Linked DNA regions of Mus musculus: region 1 is linked to region 2. Evidence: chromatin contacts called from public Hi-C data. All regions are on one chromosome and are shown on one strand. The core of a region is the stretch at or near the end of the contact, and the rest is flanking DNA. Distances in the headings are between cores, read along the strand shown. Region 1 overlaps Dnm3 (dynamin 3). Region 2 overlaps Dnm3 (dynamin 3).

Region 1 (4,017 bases), core at 1,397-3,896, 95 kb after region 2:
AAGGACCAGTGATGTAGTAGAAGGCAAGAACAGAGCTTGGACTTGTAAGATGATGTGAAGCAATAAATTGCCGGCTGTTACCAGCACTGTTGGATGCATCACTCAAGCGTGCGCCACTATTTCCAGACGCATTTAATGTTATGGCTGAAACAGTGTTTACTAAACATTGTTTAGTCTGGTGGATAGAGTCAATTGAGCTACTTAAAACCATGAGTTACTAAGAACGGTGAAAATGTGAGTGGTAGAGTACTTGTCCCTCATGTGTAAGGCATTCTAGGATCCCCAGCATCCATATCTCTGTCTCTGTCTCTGTCTCAGTCTCTCTCTCTCTCTCTCTGTCTCTCTCTCTCTCTGTCTCTCTCCCCGTCTCTCTGTCTCTCTCTCATACATAATCACACACAAAGAGATACTGTCACACTCTCTCTCACACACATACATACTTACACACAGACACTCTCACACACAGACTTTCATACACAGAGTTTCATACACAGATACACACTCACAAACAAGACACTCTCTCTCACACACACTCACACATATACTCATAGACACACACACACACACACGCACGCACATAGACATAGTCTCTCACACACACTCACATACACACACTAACACAAACACATACTCACACACAGACACTCTCTCTCACACACACATACTCACACACAGGCACACATAGACACACTCTCTCTCTCTCTCTCTCACACACACACACACTCACACATGCACTCATACACACACACACATGCACACATATACACACACTCACACATGCATTCATACACACACACACATGCACACATATACACACACTCACACATGCATTCATACACACACACAGAGACACACATACTACGAAGGCATGGAACAAAGGTAAATAAGATGCCTTAACTATCATCCTACTATAAAACTACAGCCATTTACATCCCAATAGGTTTTCCAATTTAGAGAGCCGCACATGAGGAGTGTAGCAGCTTTGGTTGCACACACCCCTTGTCACTGCTTGGGGAATTCACGGCCCTGTCCTCAGCACCGAACCCTGACAGCACTTCACAGAGGCTCACGAGGTTTGTCCTTTACAGAGAGGTGGAGACACATTGTCCACAAACAGATGACAATCGGTTTAATGTGGAAATTTGGAAAAATAATTCTTTCTTACATTGCTTTTCACTGAGAAACCGAGGGAAAAGTCAGGAATCAAGGTAAGATAGGCTGACACAGGGAAAGATCCTATTGAAATGGGCAGATCAACCAAGCATGGTGATTTAGCCATCATCCCAGCACTCCAGAGGCAGAAGACAGCCACAAGTTCGAAGTCAGCCTGGGCCAGGGGTGAAGGCGCTCCTGCTTCAGGCAATAAAACAAGCCAAGAAGAGGTCAGAGCACAGGGGGTGTGCATGCAAAGGGGAATTCATAAGAAAGAAACCAACAGGCACTGAGGGAGAAAGGAAGAAAACATAAACAGAATTTGAGTCGAAGGCAAAGGAAATAGGAAGCGCTACAGCATCCTTTGTATTCACATTTGAGACTGCAAGAGAAAAGAAGCAGTCAGCACAATAACCACTTAGTGTTTGAGCATCAAATCCTGCCAGGAGTAACCAAGTGAACAAGAGCAAGCAGCCCTTTCGGGACTACAGAGACCTTGGGAGTGGAGAGGGCATGTTTCATTTGTTTAGCTAGAGACGTCTTCGTCTTCGTCGTCTCCTTCTTCTTCTTCATCTCCTTCTTCTCCTCCTCCTCCTTCTCCTCCTTCTCCTTTTCTCCTGCTCCTTCTTCCCCTCCTCCTCCTCCTCCTCCTCCTCCTCCTCCTCCTCCTCCTCCTCCTCCTCCTCCTCCTTCTTCTTCTTCTTTTCCTCCTCCTCCTCCTCCTTCTTCTTTTCCTCCTCCTCCTCCTCCTCCTCCTTCTTCTTCTTGTTAAATTTACTACTACAAGTATCACTCAAGCTAATTTTGGCAAATGCAGAACGTTTGAAAGCACCCACAGGATCACCAGTCAGGAGACTGGACCAGCTTTACCCTTGCCCCTCATGGAAGCCTACCCTAAAAGAGTACTACTGGGATTCTTGCATGTAGTAAGAAGCAGGCATTGCCAGGGTTGGCAAACCCTGCATGTTAAAGGCCTACGTTCAGAGCTCAACATCTGGTCAGCACACTAGATGATAAAAGGAATTAAATTTGGGGGAGGAAAAAAAAGCACATGAGGAAAAGTTCCAGTGTGGTCGAGGCCTTAAATTTTATTTGTGAACAAATAAAATTTTGACCTTGGCCTTGCTTATGGAAGACCAACACAAGCCTTTTCTTTTTCTCTTTCCAGCTATGCAGCTGTCTTTTACTGCTGCAGCTTTTGGAAAGTGGTTGCAGAACAGAACACTGGCTATTTGATAGTTTGGCCTCTGTGGATTATTAAAGCTCCCAAAGAGCCTTTCTCCACAGATGACTACCTCATCATAAGGACAGCTCACATTCTGAAGGGCCTACCTGGCCAGACGCTGGGAGCTTACAGCATCCAGCCAAGCTGTGGGTCAAGCCAGTCACCCTGACGGTTTGGGAGAAGCTTCTGTTGCAAGGACAGGCATCCTCAGAACAGACAGCTTGCTCAGAATCTGCCTGGCAGAGATGCTTCCAGCAGATGTGCCCAAGGTCTGATAAGGGAAAAGTGTTTTTCCAATGTACAGGCATCTGGATGCAAGATGTGAAAGTGGATCCACCACAATTATACTGAATGATAGATATCTGAGAGTCATGGGTGCACAGAATACTCGTTAGGGTCGAGCCCTATTAAGGTTTGACTTAGGTAGGAGGGATTAGATCAGCATTCTTAATAGTAATTCATTCCACTATGATACGATGACATCACCAGAAGCCCAACTCTACTTAGTCTTGGAGCAGAACTAACAGAATCATGAGCCAAGTAACCTTTTTCTTGTGATAATTTACCGCTTTGAGCATTTTGTTATAGCAGTGGGAAGTTGAGTAACATAATGAGAAGCAGGGGGATATTTCAATGTCAAATGCCAAAGAAAAACAAGTTTGCTGTGGAGTTCCATTCAGTGTATGGCTGCCGAAGAGAAGTTACCTGGATGAGAGAGCCCCTGTGGCTGCCTGATGAATACGTATTGACAGACGTCATTAATTCGTTGTTCTACAAATACCTGGGCTTTGTAAACGCCTTTTGGAATATAATCTTTTGGCTTTAAGTAAGGAGATCTTTGAAGTAAGAAGTTTATAATTACATCCAGGACATGACTATTCGTTGTTTTATTACTGATGTGCAACTTCTTCTAACACATCTATGATGTCATATAACTATTGCAGAATCTCTGACAGGTCATGAAAAGAAACTGGTGGGATGTAATTTGAAAGAAAACATAGACTAGGAACCTACGTCAATAAATAAACATCCAACATTGAGCAAAGGCAGCCTCAGAGTGAATTTTGACCAGTGCGCTGTTTGAATGACTGCAGAGTCTTTTGTGCTCTGGTCATCTTAAGCCAATGCCCATGGAAGTCACACTAGCTTTGGAGGAGTGGTTTTCAAGACTAGTAAAATGCTGGTCTCTTCCTTCAAGGAAGATCCAAGCCACTGGTAACTCTCCAGCTCGATGGTTAAAGTCAATGAAACGGAAGACAGGAGCAGTGTGAGGAGAAAGAGGGAGGGTTAAGAGGTAGAAGAACTATTTCCTGACTTGCTCTTCCAGTAAGAAAAAAGTGACTATTCACACTGGCACACCCAGAAAGAGGCACAGGGAAGTATTGTCCACACCTTTCTTTTCCTTTCCTTTGCCCCTGTTTTCTGTAGAAAATACCATCATGAGAGACAAGTTCAATAGAGTAAAGTGTTCAAAGATATATCTCATTTAAATGTCAGCTGAGCAGAGGTTTCTGGACACCTATAGAAGGACCAGGCACTGTACAGGGTGCCTTGAAGCCAAGTTCAGACCTAGGAAAGTCTTAACAGTGACTGACTTACTATGAAAAACAAAAAGGAGAGAGGTTTTAATGTCTGATGGA
Region 2 (4,144 bases), core at 335-2,834:
TACAAGTATGAAATGCATACTATAAACTTCTTGTCTTTTTATATGGATTTTAATTCCTTGTTTTAATCAGAACTACACTTTGAATGGTAAGGAACATCTGTCAACCAGGGAGTTGCTGAATGTATCTCTTTCGATTTATTCTCTGATGCTGAAAAAAACTAGCCATGAAGAACGAATGGAGTCTGCTAGGCCATGCCAGCATCTGGGCTATCAGGTTTGGGGCTATTGGGGCCATGCCTGTGCTTACTTGGACTCTAGAATGGAACTGAACATGGCCTATTTCCATTGGGAAGACAAAGAAAGCCAGTGACTTCTGTCACCTCCCACACCAGCTGGGGTGCTTTGCTCTTGGTTCAGAATCGGCCTAAGTATTTACTCGCTCCAAGAAGTCTGACAGGACATTCTGACACACTACCTTTAAGCTGGTGGAGCCTCACTTCCAGATTTCACTGTGGGGACCCTTTCCTGGAAATTCAAACTGGCCTCTGTAATTTTCCCCTTTATAGCTGTCCACAGAGTGATTTATCCTCTTAACATATTTTTTTCATTTAAACTAACCAGAAAAAGGACTAGTTAGCAAGAAAGTGTTCTGAAAATACACTAGCACTATCTAATAAATTTCTATATTCGTGCTTTAGCAAAACAGTCACATTAATCAGTACCCCCTTCCCAAGCAACAGCAACAACTTACATGCTGCACATGCTAACATATATGTGTACCATATGCTCACACAGTCTTTAATTTCCTAAACTTTCCACTCAGAGTCATTGCATGCTTATTGGATTTGAGATTTGAAATCCAGGGTATGAGCGAGAGGGATAGCACTTGCCCAGCTATGCAAGACAACCAAAGGCAACACTTATGAACGAGGAAGGGAGGAAGCGCCCAGCTGCTTGCACGTCGGAAGCACCAGGCTATCCATAGCAGCAGTGAACCTTGTAAGTTAACTTTCTAAAGCCAAGCTTAAGTACTAAGCTTAGTGCTTTGTTTTTGTTTTCAGTTACTCAGAAGGAAAGTAGTTTTTAGACATCATGGCTCCACATGCTGCAAGCCCTTTAAATAAGCGTGTTTCAAATGCTTGCTGGTTACATTTTTTTTTTCATTTCTTTCTGTGTTCTAAGGCAAGGCAATTTTCATATTTTTTTAACAAAGAGAAACTTTTAAGTTTGGAGCAATGATGGGCTTACTAGGAAGAGTACACAACATGATTCAGATTCCTGGCATTAAAACTCAAAGACAAATACTCTTCCATGTTGACTCTTGTGGCTGTATGCTAAATCATATGTGAATATAAAAGCAGCCACAAGAGCTGAAATTATGCTTACTCTGTAGCAGCTCGGAGCATGTTAACCATACAACACTCTTCATGCACAGGCCTTGGGGGTACTTGTATTAAATAAGTGTTATTTTGGCTGAGTGCACCATACATTTGTAAAAGCACAGCTTAATAAAAGTGCTCTGTTTACAAATCCAGCACATTTTCTTTTCTTTTACTTCTCTGAGAAAATGTGGGTCAGGAAGGCATAGTACAAATAAAACCTTCTGACGATTCCCAGAGCTCAGCAGATGAATGGCTTGAAATTTTCCTCCATCATTTGTCAGCAAGCTGCATACAAACATCAAAGCTTCCGTTCCCCTCTCCTCTATCATCTCTGCATAGAAACACTGAGAAGGGGCTGGGCAACACTAAGGAGAAAAGGGAGGGTTGGGTGGGGGGAGTCAACCAAACTAGCCAAGTATTTTTAAGTGCTTTGTGGCTACAACCGAACTGTTTTGTGTTTAACTGTCTGCTTTTTGGTCTGCCGATATTAACATCATTTGAAGAGATGTCTTCTGATAGGGAAAGGGAGAGTGCAGTGAGCCCCACATCCTTTGTCCCTGCCAAGGTAGTTAAGAGTCCTTCTCCCAGGGAGTCAGACTCATGAACAGGGGAAGAGGAGCCCCTGTAAGTGCCTTCTAGACATAGCCCTGGACATCAGAGGACATTTGGCTGGATTGTTCTAAGACGGCTGGCCCACTGTGCACTGATACTGGCTCAAGCATGTCTCCAAAAGAATAGGCTTTGAAAAGGGGGACAGGAACCAGGATGCTTCTCCTTTGTCAACCCTAATGGTGAGTGTTAGGCTACCTACTGCTTTGGAGGTGAGGGTAATGAAACACACAGACACACAGATATACAGACACAGACACACAGATATACACATACATACAGAGAGAGAGAGAGGCACACACACGCACACACACACACACACACACACACACACACACACACACACACACACATGCATGCTCACACTCCAAATAGAGCCTCAGGAGGCAAGGGGCATGAGTGGAAGAGCAAAGCTATATTCCTGGGGTGGGGTTGGGGGGAGCCACTACTCTCTGCTTCCCATGCCTGCTCAGGTGGGCTAATCCATCCTCACCTTCTGAGGCCCAAGTCCACAGGAAGGGGATCCCCATGAAGGATAGGACAAAGAAGAAAGGACCCATGGTTTGTAGTGACCCCAGCTGTGGGAATCCCTAAGTCACTTAGTTCACCAATCACTGTCTTATGTGTAACTCATGGTTCAGGAAGGGGACAAGGTCAATAAGACCATGGGGTAGGCTGCACACTTAGGGACTCCTGACATGTTAATTTCCCCCTTCCTTGGAGAAAACTAAAATCTCTTTAAAAAAAAATCAAATTGGCACTTAGAATTATAGTATCCTCCAATATATTTGCGACAGTATACATGTAGCCCATTGAACTAGGAGGTGGGGACAGAAAGGCAGCTCCAGGTTCAGATGTAAATACACATTGAACATGAACAGGGTCAAGCCAGACCTGTACATAGCAGCTAAATCATTGCTGCAATTCACCTAAAAGTGTGCCTCATGATTCCAGGAGGGTGTGGGAGAACTTCAGAACTATGGACTGAGGGTGTGGGAAACATAGGTGCAGGTATAATTGTCATTCCCCCTTGCTCCTAGAAGAGATCAAGAAAAGGACCTGGGGACAAGCTCTTAAAGGGCATAAAACATGCTAATTCCATAATTAGAGCACCGTTAACCTTTTCTGATAGAGATGCTCGCACACATAGAGGACAGTGCCCAGGAGTCTCAGTGCAGACTGGGAAGTGTGAGCTTTGTCTTCCTTATCAAGACTTACAGTTGGTCCTGCATTTCTGCCGCCCTCAAAGCTGTAGTGTATAGACGCCTGCTGTCTCCTTGTTCTGGGTTCTCCCCCCCCCCCCCCCCCGCTTCCTCAGAGGTTTCCTCTCACACTTTGTTTACTCTGAAGTACCACCTAGGTCTGATGCAGCCTGAGTGGGGACCGTGTTCTTTCTTCTGTGGATTCTCCAACAGTAGGAAGTGCTTCAGTGCATGTTGCTGTAGGATACCCCCTGGGCCTCGTGTCTTCCAGCTTTGCTTCACGTATGACTGTGTTTACGAGTCATGTATTAATATCTTCAAGATAATCAACCACCAATAACTAGTATTTCCTGATACTGTATATATGAATTTGAGTTCTTAGATCCTTCTATCTACAAAAGCATCAAGGATTTTAATGACGAGATAAGAAGTGAGACCTGTGGCTTGAGTCACCTTTAAGTTGTTCAATGCTAAGTAGCTGCCTAGTCTAAGGCTAGGCTTACAAAATTCTGATGTGCTTCTAACGCCTTAAGCAAAGAAAGACATTTAAGTCAGTGTTTCTTTAACTATGGTCCCTGATTCCCACCATCTGTAAATTCTTGTGACAATTTAGAGTAAATTTTATTTTGGTGTATAAAGCTTGTATAAAGTACCTCCTGGATTGTCGGGGGGCGGGGCTTCTTTATGACTCTGTGCTGCTGTTCAATGTCAGTCTATATGTTTGCACTGGATCAAGTACTGGTAGCTCATTATGTAGATGAGGGAAGAAGGTACATCAGTTATCTACTATCCTCTGGTGGCATTGCAGCTCCCTGATAGACATCAATACATCGGTTATCTACTATCCTCTGGTGGCACTGCAGCTCCCTGATAGACATCAATACATTGGTTATCTACTATCCTCTGGTAGCATTGCAGCCCCCTGGTAGACATCAATACATTGGTTATCTACTATCCTCTGGTGGCACTGCAGCTCCCTGGTAGACATCAATACATCGGTTATCTACTATC

What was found. Hi-C and Micro-C count contacts between places; a contact is called where the count stands out from the background.
Region 1: a contact with region 2 is called in a Hi-C map of uterus, with 3 times the contacts expected there. The contact joins two enhancer-like sites. A contact is called at or near these places in 5 of 39 promoter capture datasets (the SN4741 cell line, cranial neural crest, frontonasal cranial neural crest and 2 more), 8 of 484 Hi-C or Micro-C datasets (the 3T3-L1 cell line, the C2C12 cell line, the N1E-115 cell line and 4 more), 5 of 115 datasets of contacts at active chromatin or transcription factors (craniofacial prominence, embryonic fibroblasts, embryonic limb bud and 2 more) and 2 of 9 other capture datasets (adipose tissue and pancreatic islet).

The regions. Positions count from the first base shown.
Region 1 is chr1:162,236,740-162,240,756 of GRCm38.p6, forward strand. The region is part of intron 13 of Dnm3 (dynamin 3); the gene reads right to left. Among named protein-coding and RNA genes, the nearest start is that of Mir214, 15 kb to the left of the region's middle. Within about 2 kb of position 2,647, at least 12 of the 459 cell types and tissues checked have an H3K27ac peak or open chromatin away from gene starts, as enhancers often do. A contact at or near this core is called in uterus, where this site is marked.
Region 2 is chr1:162,142,812-162,146,955 of GRCm38.p6, forward strand. The region is part of intron 14 of Dnm3 (dynamin 3); the gene reads right to left. Among named protein-coding and RNA genes, the nearest start is that of Dnm3os, 73 kb to the right of the region's middle. Within about 2 kb of position 1,585, at least 16 of the 459 cell types and tissues checked have an H3K27ac peak or open chromatin away from gene starts, as enhancers often do. A contact at or near this core is called in uterus, where this site is marked.